Linked DNA regions of Mus musculus: region 2 is linked to region 1. Evidence: chromatin contacts called from public Hi-C data. All regions are on one chromosome and are shown on one strand. The core of a region is the stretch at or near the end of the contact, and the rest is flanking DNA. Distances in the headings are between cores, read along the strand shown.

The links. Hi-C and Micro-C count contacts between places; a contact is called where the count stands out from the background.
Region 2: a Hi-C map of Sertoli cells shows a contact between it and region 1, with 3 times the contacts expected there. The contact joins the promoter of Spin1 here to the enhancer-like site in region 1. A contact is called at or near these places in 9 of 39 promoter capture datasets (the 3T3-L1 cell line, the C10 cell line, cranial neural crest and 5 more), 2 of 484 Hi-C or Micro-C datasets (Sertoli cells and cortical neurons), 8 of 115 datasets of contacts at active chromatin or transcription factors (craniofacial prominence, embryonic limb bud, embryonic stem cells and 1 more) and 3 of 9 other capture datasets (adipose tissue, liver and pancreatic islet).

The regions. Positions count from the first base shown.
Region 1 is chr13:50,997,152-51,003,767 of GRCm38.p6, forward strand. No RefSeq gene overlaps it. Among named protein-coding and RNA genes, the nearest start is that of Gm32613, 8.9 kb to the left of the region's middle. Within about 2 kb of position 2,815, at least 7 of the 459 cell types and tissues checked have an H3K27ac peak or open chromatin away from gene starts, as enhancers often do. A contact at or near this core is called in Sertoli cells, where this site is marked.
Region 2 is chr13:51,096,667-51,103,282 of GRCm38.p6, forward strand. Spin1 (spindlin 1) reads left to right here and starts at 4,214. Exons shown (of 6, transcript NM_146043.4): 1 at 4,214-4,324. It overlaps 9430083A17Rik (RIKEN cDNA 9430083A17 gene), which reads right to left and starts at 4,061. Exons shown (of 1, transcript NR_029463.1): 1 at 1,072-4,061.

The sequences.
Region 1 (6,616 bases), core at 1,565-4,064:
TGTTAAACAAAATAAGCCCGATGTAGGAAGGCAAATATCATGTTTTCTTCCCATATGTGTTTGTGTGTGTATGGTATGTGTGCATTTCTGTGTGTTTCTGTGTCTGTGAATGTGTATGTATATGTGTATCTATGTGCATCTGTGTGTGTCTCTGTGTGTATCTGTGAATGTGTGTGTGTGTAGGTCACAAAACTGAAGAAAGGAGGAAATTATCTTAAGGGAGGGAAGAAAGGTAACAGAATACCTGTACATGAAACCAGGAGAGACTATTTAGTGATGGGAAGGTATATGTTAGAGACTTTTCCCAAGGAGACACAGCACACCCATGTCTACTCATCTCCTAAAAGAGATGCCAACCAGACCAAAATAATGATTACATCAAAGTCCAATTTGGGGAACCAATTCATTTTTATTACACTTACTAATTAATAGGAGTATAGGTAAGGGTCACTTACAGGTGCATAGGAGATGCAAAGGCAGCTGGAAAGCCTACTCCAGCACGGTGACAACTTACAGAGATGGAATCCTTGGATCTCTGCACAACTTGCAGGCAGTTCCACGTGTCTGAGAATCTCCACTCTGCAGCTGGACTTGACAATCTCTTCCCCTCTGCAGCCATTTAGCGCTGCTATGAAACTGGGGAGGGGGCGTGAGCATCTTGCACCTTTCTGCTTTTCCATGTGCTATTTGTCAACCTCTGGGGTCCCCTCAATCTCACCAGTCCCTCCTGGAAGAAAGATTTCCATTCAGAGGAAACCGCAGCACAGCAGAAGGGAACCAGCAAGGGGTGAGGGAGGGGCAGTGGGAGAGGGACATGAAATAGAACAAAATATAGTGACAGAAACACATAAAAATGCTATCATTCTGCATGCTAGCTTAAGTCAACTTTAAAAATGAAAGTTATCAAAACAAACGAACAAACAAAAAAACCTGATAACCTGAGAGTTTGAGTTTCCAGAAAGAGAAAATTCATCAAATATGGGTTACATTAAAAGAGAGGACACTGCCATCAGAGTTCATCACATAACTTCAGGATTCTGGGGAGAAAAGGATGGCTTCACTTGTTCCTAAGCAGAGAAAACTAGGTCAGACACAAAGACCAGGACCCCCAATCACCTTTCTCCACCGCAGCAGCGATGGAAGCTGAGAGACCAGACTCCACCAATGTTTCCATTCCATTGTCCCCAGAACCTGGGAAGACGCCAGCTGACATGAGGAAAGAAACACATGAAGCAATAGACGAAGCATTCAGGAACAAGCTGACCCCAGAACCGACTTGAAGGTTACAGAGCAAAACAAAATCTCCCCCCCCCCAACCCCCGACCCCCACGGCAGCAGGGAGCAATAAAACAGCACCCACTGGGCACAGGTACCCTGGGTCCTGCCAGCTACCACAGACCTGGTGCCCCTATGGGATCCTCAAAGGCTGTTCCCGTTGGTAAGTTCATCTTTTCCATCAAGGTTCAGTACACCTTGTATCTCACACGTTGTCTCCAGGAGGTTACTCTGTCCTGGTGCAGGTAGGTTTAGGACATTAGGCCACAGCCAAAGTTTCAACCACTCACAATCAAAGTAGATTTTTAGGAAATTATGTCTGCTGCCAGGCCTCAGATTTGACCACTCACAAATCCAAGTGGAATTCTAGGAGACTGTGTCTGCTGCCCAGCCTGTTGGTATACTGAGGCTGAGGCAAAAGATGGCTGGGAGTTGGTACCTACCTGCTCTACATGGTAAATGCCACATCTGCTTGAACTATAATGTGAGGCCTTGGCTCAAAAAACAGTGTCTAGCTGGGCAGTGGTGGCCCACACCTTTAATCCCAGCATTCGGGAGGCAGAAGCAGGCAGATTTCTGAGTTCAAGTCCAGCCCTGGTCTACAGAGTGAGGTCCAGGACAGCCAGGACTATACAGAGAAACCCTGTCTCAAAAACAACAACAACAACAACAACAAAAGTGTCTACTGAACATGCATGAACTTTTTCTTGCAATTCTGTTTCTTAAACATGGTCCTTTCATACCAATGGAGCCATAGGTGTGCATGGCATACTCTCATCAGCACCAAAACTGTGCTCCTCCCAAACGAGCCTTCCCCCACATGACTTAGAAGCTTTTAAAATCCCAGGGCCAGCTGGATCTGATAGCTCATACCTTCAATCCCAGCACTTGTGAAGTAGACACAGGCATATCTCTGAGTTTGAAGCCAACCTGGTATACATAGTGAGTTTCAGGTCAGCCAAGGCTATAAAGTGAGACCCTGTCTCAAAAAAAAACCAAAAACCAAACCAAAACTACCAAGCCTAATAGCCTGAATTTGCTCTATATGACACACAGGGAGAGAACAAATGAATACATATATATGTGCATACATGTACATGCATATATACATACATATACACATACAAAAGAAACAATTCTACTGCAGCCTCCTTGTCTACAGATCTATTTAATATTTTTCATACCTCATTGCTTTTTGAAACATGCAAGCCAGCCAGCACTCCAAGAAAGGGTTAACATGCCCCTGACCTTGGCTCACTATAGTCAATTCTTTGGCTTCTGCTTTGCAACAATGTTGCACAGTGTTTGTGAGTTTGATAAAGAGAGCCTTGAGGGAATCATCAACTCTGTATCCATGTGTCTAGCCACTTTCCCATCCTTTTCAATAGCCTCATCATGCATTTTCTGGAACAGTCCAGACTGGAGCAGATTGGATGTTTTCCTCTTTTGATTCATGAACACTGAACTCACAGCCAATAGCACTAAATCTAAATCATGCCTGAATGCAGCTCGTGGAGCACACACATGTCCTGTGAATACAGATTGCTTCTATAAGGCAATCACAGTCGCCTTGTGCTCAGGAATGCTTGCCGTGTCTCAGCTCTGTGCTGGGTGGAGAGGGATTAAGACAGGAAAATTACCAACCAAAAGCTACAAGTGCAAAAGGAGCCCACCAGAGCATCAGCCTTCACTTCAAAGATGACCACGTCCAGCATGTTCAGCCAAGGCAGCAAACTCTTGAAGCCAAGCCTTTTTTCCCTTGACTCCTTAGCACTGCAGCCCATGCTAAATACATACAGCAAGGATTCCAGAAGGATTGCTGCTCCTAGACTGGGTGCTGTTTGATTTTTCTTTTAATGTTTTATAGAAACTCAGTGTTGTACAGTTATTGCCTCTGTATTGACGCATTCCTTCCTGGAGGGAAGATGTTAAGACTTGGGGAAATGGACAAAATTTGCAAGTCTCAGGAAGTTCCTGAAACTTAACAAGCTACATGAGACCTTTGTCCAAGGATATACAAACAGTAGCAGTTGGAAGGGACAGGGGACCCCCCACCAGCAACCTCTCTAAATCATGGAGCAAGCTCCAGAGATGCAGCTTTTATGGGCTGTTACCCTATCTCCCTTGGAGTCATCCATGCTCCAGAAAATAACCCAATAAACTCATTGGTTCACTAACCTGGATTTTGAAAGAACTGCTTTTTTTTTTAATCATTCTGGAGTGAATAGACATATTCACATCTCCCCAAGAAAGGTCACATACTATTGCGTCCCGCTCGACCGGCAAGAAAGACGCAACAAACCAGAATCTTCCGCGGCAAAAGCTTTATTGCTTGCTTCTCAGGAAGATCTCGAACCGGGAAAATGGCGCTGCTTTTATAACCCGCAGCGTGACGTTTCAGCACCTGATATGGCGTGACAGCTCCCGATTCGTTGCTTGCCCATCACCCCACTATTACACCCCGAGAATAGGAGTGACTAGGAGTGAATTCACTCTTGCACCTGCGTACAAGGCTTGTTTACTAGTTAGGCACAGCGGAGGCCCACGCCATCTTATAATGGCGATTGCTCGCAGCACGTACCGGCTTTCCACAACATACAACCAAGGAAAAGATGTTCATTAGATGTATTGTCCTTCAATGACCTACAAAGTCAAAATCCATTTGCCTTGTGGTGGAAGAGAAGCATCATGGGAAAAGCTTTAAGAAGGTGAGGATGTAGAAAACTGTATAAGTTTCTATCGTGACTAATTCATTTTTTTAAAGTTAGGGTTAAAAGCTAATGGGTTCACACATGTATATTTTTGTACTTTGTTCATGTTCTTCCCGACCCCTCTACTATCATTCTCTCTTGTCTTCCTCCCCCTCCTGGTGGTATAACTGCAGTTTTGGATTATAAAATCAATCCCATCAACAGGTATTCTCTGAATATCAGTGCCCTGTACTGTCTGGGAGAAGCTGAGAAGCAAAGTAAAAGGCTCACACATCCCTTCAGCAAAGCTCGGATTCGAGTCAGGACAGGTAGATGAACCAATGCTTAAAAGGGGCGCACTGCCTGTTTGGAGATTGGCAATAAATGAAAACTGATTACTCTCGGGGAGTCAGTCCTGGCTGACATCCCCATTTGATCTATTTTGTAAAACATCTAGATCTCTGCGTGAAGAGGAAAGGCCTAAATTTTCCAGCATAGAAAACCTGTATTGTAGTGTGTATATTTTAATTTTAAAGTGCTGGTGCTCTTCTCAAAGGGTTACAATTCACAGTTAAACTATTAGCAAATGAACAGCCTTTCCTATACATGACTACTGTCAATGGAAGATACAACACTGTAATTTCCATAAATTTGTACATTCTGATGTTAGCATACCATCTGAGATTACTCACCTCTGTTTAAAAGCTATTCCTAAAATGAAAAATAAAATAAAAAAAAAACATTAAGGGCTCAGTAAACATAGATTCTGGTAAAATATTGAAAATTCTTTTGTGATTACCAAGGGTGAAAAATAAATCTAAAACCAAAAAAAATAAATAAATAAAAATAAATAAATAAATAAAAGCTATTCCTATATCCAGCCATCGTAAATTTTTTGTTACTGTTTGGTTTTGTCATTTGGTTGGTTGGTTGGTTGGTTAGTTAATTAGTTTTAGGTGTGATAGGGATGGAACCTAGGGTCCCATGCATTTGAAGGAAGCCCTCTGCCTCTGAGCTACAGCCTCAGCCCTATTTTGCCATCTTATACTTTTTACTTTTTTAAAAAATTGCTTATTTATTTATTATTGCATTTCACATTCACTGTGAATATTTTTTCCAGTCAAATACTAGCCATGACTTATTTGGTTTCATGTATAATTTTTTTGCAAAAAAAAGAAAAAGAAAAGGTCTATATATGCATAAGATGTATACATATAGCAATCATAGGACATCACTGCTTCTATCAAGGACTTCCAGGTTTGAATTTGAGTTTTTAGCCTGACATGGTGGTACACACCTGTACCTCCTGATGGAAGCAGGAGAGCCAAGAGTTCAAAGTCATCTTTTGCTAGATAGCAAGTTCAAGGCATCCTGGCCTACATGAGAACCTTTCTCAAAAACAAACAAATGAACAAGTAAATAAAAACGGGGCTGTAAGATGTCTCAGCAGTTAAGAGCACTGGCTGCTCTACCAGAGACCCCAGGCTGCTCCCACATGGCAGCTCACAACTGTCTGTGACTCCAGTTCCAGGGGACCCAACACCCTCATACAGACATATATACAGAGAGAAAACCAGAACATATAAAGAAAATATAAATAATAAATTATTTTTAAAACAACAACAAAAATAAAATAAAATAAAATAACTCAGCAGTTAAGAGTGCCTCCTGGCCAGGCACGCCTTTAATCCCAGCATTTGGAAGGCAGAGGCAGGCGAATTTCTGAGTTTGAGGCCAGCCTGGTCTATAGAGTGAGTTCCAGGACAGCCAGGGCTACACAGAGAAATCCTGTCTCGAAAAACCAAAACCAAAACAAAACAAAACAAAAGAGTGCCTCCTATTCTGGCAGAGGACCAGAGTTCAGATCCCAGCACTTCAGGAGATTTAATGCTCTCTTCTGGCCTAAGCACCTGCTCACAGATGGCATATTCTTGTACAGGCAGACACACATACAAAGAAAGAAAGAGAGAGAGAGAGAGAGAGAGAGAGAGAGAGAGAGAGAGAGAGAGAAGAAGAAGAAGAAGAAGAAGAAGGAGGAGGAGGAGGAGGAGGAGGGGGAGGAGGAGGGAGGGAGGGAGGGAGGGAGGGAGGGAGGGAGGGAGGGAGGGATAAAAATAAATATTAAATAGATAAGCTCTGCCTTTCTGGGCAGGGCTGAAGCCCCATAGCCAAGCGCACATAGCCTGCATCACAATGGGGGGAATGTTCTGCTGGTCTTTGAAGTCATGCAGATTTTCATAGACTTTTTTTCTTTACAAATTCCACCAGTTCACTATTTACATTGTAACTTTTGCCGGATGAGGAAGCATGGGACCCAGTTCTATTCTTTCTAGATTGTTGTGCCAAAAGCTTTTGCCCAATAAGCCTTCTTTGCTTCTGAGCTAGGAGACCTGGGTGCGGCACCCAGAACCTCAGAGGACACAATATTCTCTCTGCCCCATTTCTGTCAACCAGTTCTTTCCTGTCCCAGTTACCGTTTCTTCTGCTTTTTCATCTCTAAGATATTATAGAGTCAATCAGCCTAATTGAAAGGGCTTGATTCACTGAACCCAATTAAACGCATCCTGAAAACAAAACTCTAAAGGCTTGGCTGTCTGATTCCACTTGGTAGTGGTGGATGGAGTCGGTAATGTGTGTGAGGTCGAACTTTT
Region 2 (6,616 bases), core at 2,964-5,463, 100 kb after region 1:
CTCCAGCCCCCACCCTTACCCCTTGAGTAATCTCATCGGCCCCAGTAACACGTTAGGCCTTGAAATTCCCACCATTTAATAGCACCAAAAGACAGACTATGCTTCCGACAAAAAAAAAAAAAAAAAAAAAAAAAACCTTTGGGAAACATTTATCAACAACACCAACACAGAGCTTGAGTCAAGTTATTCTGTGTTTGGCGTATCTACTGGATTTTGAGCACTTTGGCTGTGCTAAATAATTATACAATAACAAGAACTAAGGTATGTTTCAAACATTGTATTAATACCAACGGGGTGGATACCCTAATAGTCTAATTTAGGGCTCTGCCTTTGATAGCTATCTCTTTTATTTCTGTACCACAAGTTTATTCCTCCTGGAGCAGGAAAACACCCCAAAGAATCCAGGAACTCAGATGTGGGAAGCCGCCCCCACATTCGCCGTTACAAGATGGCGCTGACAGCTGTGTTCTAAGTGGTAAACAAATAATCTGCGCATGTGCCAAAGGTAGTTCTCCACCCCATGTGCTCTGCCTTCCCCGTGACTACAACTCGGCCATGGGCTGCAGCCAATCAGGGAGTGATACGTCCTAGGCGAAGGATAACTCCCCTTAAGAGGGACGGGGTTTCGCTTTCGCTTTGGGCTTGGGGCTTGCATTCTTACTCCTGAAGATGTAAGCAATAAAGTTTTGCCGCAGAAGATTCTGGTTTGTTGTGTTCTTCCTGGCCGGTCGTGAGAACGCGTGTAAGACTCAGAGACAAAGCAGATCTTCTCCTAGCATCAGCTGAGACTTTTTGATGTTTGCATTTGTGTTTAACCAGTGTCTCAGTCAGGGTAATTGCTGTGATAAAACAGCATGACCAAAAGCAACTTGGGGAAGAAAGGGTTTATATGGCTTACTCTTCCACATCTAGTCCATCCTTAAAGAAGAAAGTCAGGACAGGAACTAGAAGCATGGTAGGAACCTGGAAGCAGGAGTTGATGCAGAGGCCATGGAGGGCTGCTGCTTACTGGCTTGCTCAACCTGCTTTTCTTTTCTTTTTCTTTCCTTTTTTTTTTTTTTTTTTTTTTTTTGGTTTTTCTAGACAGGGTTTCTCTGTATAGCTCTGGCTGTCCTGGAACTCACTTTGTAGACCAGGCTGGCCTAGAACTTAGAAATCTGCCTGCCTCTGCCTCCCGAGTGCTGGGATAAAAGGCGTGCACCACCACGCCTGACTTCTCAGCCTGCTTTGTTATAGAACTCAGAACCACCAGCCCAAGGGAGGGACCCACAAAGCGCTGGACCCTTCCCTATCAATCACTAATTAAGACTATGCCCTACAGAAATTCATGCTTAGAACTTGATCCTTATGAAGGCATTTTCTTAATTGAGATTCCCTCTCAGATGACTTTAGCTTGGGTCAAGCTGACATAAAACTAGCTGGCATAATCAACCAGCTTGGGGTGGGAGAAAAATTGTATGTAGGCCCTCTGGCTAAGGATACTAAATGTTCATAAAATAACTTTGAACCTATTTGAGTAATGTCATATTACGAGAATTTTCAGTTATTCAGAAAAGTCAGAGAAGCCTGAAGGGACAATTAACAGACCTATCACTTGGATTCACTAGTTGTTGCATTTGCTTTAGCTACACAGAAATGTTTTTGAAGCCAGCAGAGATAAAAGCATTTGCTGCCAAGTCCGAAGAACTTTTTTTTTTCTTTTTTCCTGTTTTGTTTTTTAAGACAGGGCCACTCTATGTAGAGCAGACTGGCCTTGAACTCAGAAATCTACCTGCCTTCACTTCCGAGTGCTGAGACACACAGCACGGCACCACCACTGCCCAGCAATTTGATCTGTGAGCTGGTATGTGCTTGCCACCCCAGCTCTTGGTAGGAGAGCGGCAGGTGGACGAGAATGGTGTTCAGGATTGTCTTTGGCTGTATAAAAGTTCTGACCAGCCTGAGCTATATGAGACCTCATCTTAAAAACAAAAACCAACTCTGTCCCTGAGTCCAATTTAGGCATTCATAAATCTAGAATGTAGCCCGTGTTATTTTTGACAGGTTGCTGGAGACCATCAGTCGAGGCAAATTTAAACCTGAGGTTGTGAAGAAGTGGGAGAAAGCAAGGCTTGAAGGGTTGATTGGTCAGTTGGGTCTGCAAGTGGCCTCAGATAGGTAGAAGCCAAGGATGACACCAAATGCCCTACCATGCACGAGGCCAGGTATTGGGGAGGCTTACACAGGAAGACCTTAAATTACAGGCCTGCGTGGGCTTACCCAGCTAGATAGTGAGGCCCTGGTTCAAGCAAAACAACCCAATACTCTTTTCCCCAAGTTACCAGGTCCCAAAATGTCAGTAAGTGCTAGGCAGATGTGAAGGCCATTTTTGTCAACTTGACATCAGGAATCAAAACTCCAAAATGGATGGGCCCACCAGTGATGGATTTCTGCTTAATTAAACCATTTGATATGGATCTTTGAGGTAAAAAAAATATACCTTTAATCCAGACCTTTTGAGGTGGGAAGAGACACGGTTAATGTGGATCTTCTGAGGTAGGAAGACATACCTTTAATCTGGGGCACACTTGTTGGCAGCTTATTTAAAGGACACGGAATAAGGAAGTTTTTGCTCTTTGCTGTCTCACTAGCAAGTCCATTCCTTCACTCACATTATAGCCTGCTTGAGATTCCAGCGTATGCTGAAGACCAGATGAGACATTCAGCTTTCAGTACTGAACAACTACTGAATTCCTGGACCTTCTGTGGGTAGACAGCCATTGCTGGACTAACTTGATCAAAGCCTGTGAGGTATTCTAATACATACTCTTTCCATATGTATATATTCATTTTGTAAGTTCTGTTCCTCTAGAGAACAGAAAAAAAAAAACAAACCAAAAAAAACCAGGCGTGTCACCAAGGAAACGGAAGTGTTCCATACTGTCACTCCAGCCTCCTTCCCTATCACACCCTTCCTTGTTCCTGTCAGCCTCCACGATCAAACATTAAACACAACAAAAGCTAATCTTCTCTCAGTGATCTCCAGGCTGGCTGCATCTCTACTGAAATTAGCCCTCTCTTCGGTCTGTGACTACGTTGCTCCTGCCAAGAATGTCATCTGAGACAAGCATTTTAATTTGAGCAGGCACATATCAATCTTATTTTGAAAAAAAAAAAAAAAGTGCCAATGGAATCCCAAAGAGCACAGCGAACTAAGAGCCGTGCTGCAGGTTTGGAGTGCGCAAAGGGCTTTCCAATAACGTCTTGTAATTCGACCTGGCAACACTCTGGCAGGAGGCTTATTACAATGCGGCAGTGCTACAGCACTCGAGGAACCAGGTCGGTGACCGCCTGGATCCAGACACTGGGTTAAAGGAGGGAAGGAGACCCAGACGAAGCTTCAGGTCCCGTATTTCACTTCCCCTCAAACCAAACCATCCCGGACGTTTTCTTTTTCTCTCTTTCCTTGCCCACAGCCAAACAGATCCTCAATAGGCGATCTTAACTGGAACCAGAGTCGCACGGATTCTCGTGCGATCGTGGGAAGTCTTGGCTTGCAGCCTCGCGAGGAGCCCGGGGTGACTTCTAGAGCAGCGGCTGCAGCTAGGCCAAGGCTAGGTGTTTGCAGCAGCCACCCTCAGCAGGTGTTCGCAGGAGGCCCTGAGCTTTGCAAGCTGAGCCTAGTTCCTCAGCCACTGCGCAGTGCGGCGTACAGCAAGGCGGTGTGTCTTCAAGGGAGCATGGGGGAGCCTATCCATATTTTTAAAGGGCTCGCGTCCTGCAGTCCAAAGCTGCTGCTCCGCAGGAAAGTGCACCTGCGCGGCGCACGGTCATGTGACCTAGCCTCCTGCATCTCCGCAGCTAGCCAGGCAGCTACCCGAGACAGCAGACGTAAGGTCCCAGGACAAAGAGTCAGGATAGCTCCTGGAAGCCGTCCTCCCGTGCAAGAGTAAATACCAACGCCCGCTACTCTCCGTTCGTCTTCCCGACCCTGCTCCGCTTGTAAGAGAGGCCGGCTCTACGCCAGGCCCGCGGCTCCCCAGCGTGTACCTCGCCGCTCCGGGTGCGCGCCCCACCCTCCAGGTGAGCAGCGCCAGGCCCCGCCCCCGCCGCCAGGGCCCGCCTCCCACCCGCGCCTGCGCAGTGCGTCCGGCGGCGCCGGGCGCCGGGGCGGCGCGGCCGTCGCAGTTCGGCGGGCGCAGTGCGCGTGCGCCGTGGCGGCCGGGGGGCGGGCGGCGGCCGCGGCGAGGAGCGGGGGTGGGGAGGCGCCGTCTGGCTCGGGCTGGGCCGGCGGGGAGCACGAGCGAACCACGGCGGCCCCGTGGGCAGCCTCGGTGGCCGACAGGTGAGACGCGCGTGGGGCTGGCTGCAGGGCCGTGAGGGGGGAAGCGAGTGGGCCTCTCACGGCGCGCGGACCCAGGTGAGCATAGCCCGCGGGGCCCCGGGCGCATTGTCCGCGGGCGGCGCCCCTCAGCGCCCCCTGCCGGCCGGGCTCGGTGGGGCCGGGGCGCGGCGGGCTGGGGCCGGGGCGTGCGCGAGTTCCTTTGTTCGTCGCCCCCGCCCGGTCCCCGCCGCCCCCGCCAACATGGCGCTCGCGGGGTCCCTGCCCCAGCCCCGCGGCCGCTTCCCGCGCGCTTTGTTCCGTGCCGGGCGGGGGGCGGGGGCGGGGGCATTGCGTAACCGGGCGGGGGAGGGGCGTGGCGGGACCCCCGCGACGGGTCATCCCGGTGACGCCCTGCCTGGGGGGCTCGGGGCGCGGGCCTGCGTGACCTTGGGTTTGCCTCCCCGAATGCGCCCGATAGATGTGCGGTGCGGATACTGCGCAGCGCCGGGGGTCGCGGTCCCTGGCGGCTTCCTGCACGGATGGTGCGTTCTGGGCCTTTCCGGGAGGCGGGGGGTGTCGGGTTGAGAAATGGCTTCAGTCATCCACGACGTTGCCTGCGCATCTCAAAGTTTGTTTACGCAATTGTTTTTATATTGATTTGGTTTCGATGGTCTATGAATTGGGTTTCGGGTTTTGTAAGGATTTTTCTCTCTGTGTGTGTGTGTGTGTGTGCGCGCGCGCGTGCAGTCTTACTTCTGGTTTAAAGGCTTGTTTATTTATCGTGTACATCCAAAAGCAATACAAGATTCGTTCAAGTGTTGTAAAGGATTTTAGTGTGACTAGCGAGAAAGATGGTATCCGTATCGAAATGCGAATGCCTCACTAACTTTCCTTGGAATTTTCTGGAAGAAGCTGCAGCCTGAAAGGATTGATGGAGAGTAATTGCCTTCTGCATAGCTTTTGTTAGAGAGTGAAAATGAAACCGGATCTTAGACGTTTTTTTACCTATACATCCTGAGCGCACTTCTGAGGTGGTGAAATTTTGGAAAGATAGAAGAGGCACATCTTTAGCCTTTTTAACCCCTTCAGTATTAGTTAATGGGTGAACACGATTTACAGGATGTCCGTTATCAGATTTGGTAATTGTGTATTAACGTAGCCTGCTATGTTTATAAAAACGTGTAGTGTTTCTCTCAATAAGTAAAACGAAATTAGCTTTAAAATCCTACTTTGACATGCCTAAGAAATGGATCAAGCAAAAGGCTTTCAGTCTAAGTGAATTTGTATGAGGTCTCCTGTACTCTAGACTGGCCTTGCGCCACTCTCCTTTTTCCGCCTGGAGTACAATCGAGTGAGGGGCTGTCTTTTTATACTTAGGATTTTTGAAATATATGTGTGTGGATGTTTTGTCTGCATATTTGTCTGTGTACCACATGTGTGTCTGGTGCTCAAGGAGTCCAGAAGAGGGCTCTGAACTCCCGGGACTGGAGTTAGACAATGGGAGTGCTGGGAATCAAACACGGGTCCTTTGGAAGAACAGCCAGTGAGTGCTCTTAACCGCTGAGCCATGCTTAAGGTTTTTTAAAAATAGATTTTCACTATGGAATTTCTCTAGTCAAGCCCACTTTAGTGTTCAAAGGAGGTGCTTTAAGCCTTTCTGGGATAGCTAAGCTCTGATGCTGCCCATCTCTTACATAGGATAGGGTGGTCACCCTTCACCAGGCCTAGTAACAGGATTGTAACCCTAGTTGTTGAGGAGGGTTGGAAGTTTAAGGACAGCTTGTATAATTTAAGGTCCTGTTTCAAAAAGTCAGAAGTCTGTGGTAGAGCAGTTGTCCTGCACATACATGTTGGACTCCAGGTTTTGCCTCCTAGTACAACAAACTACCTACCATGTAAACGTTCCTTAAATAGAATAGGTTGTTTTAGGGAATGAAGGCATTTCTTTCATGTTGTGGATACACCCCCAGCATGTGCCCCCAATCTGTGGATAGAGGCTGGGTGGCTGTTTAGGTAGTGTCTTTAATTGCCAGCTCCAGAGCAAACAGCAGTCTGAGGCGGTATGCTCGGCCAGCCCTGTGCCTGAGGCCCTGCCGGTCTGTCATTCTGAGGGATGAGGTGCCCTCTTCTTCTCTCCTTAGGATCACATTTCACATTTTCATTTTGGGAACTCTGAAAAATACTGCTCTTAGTGAGCCTGGGACTTCCTTTTATGGGGCAGTAGAGGGCTGAAGACAAAGGATGAAAGGGAGCTGTGGCCTGAACGTTGCTTCCCTCGAAAAGTGGAAGCCGGGAAAATCCCATAGGAAAACA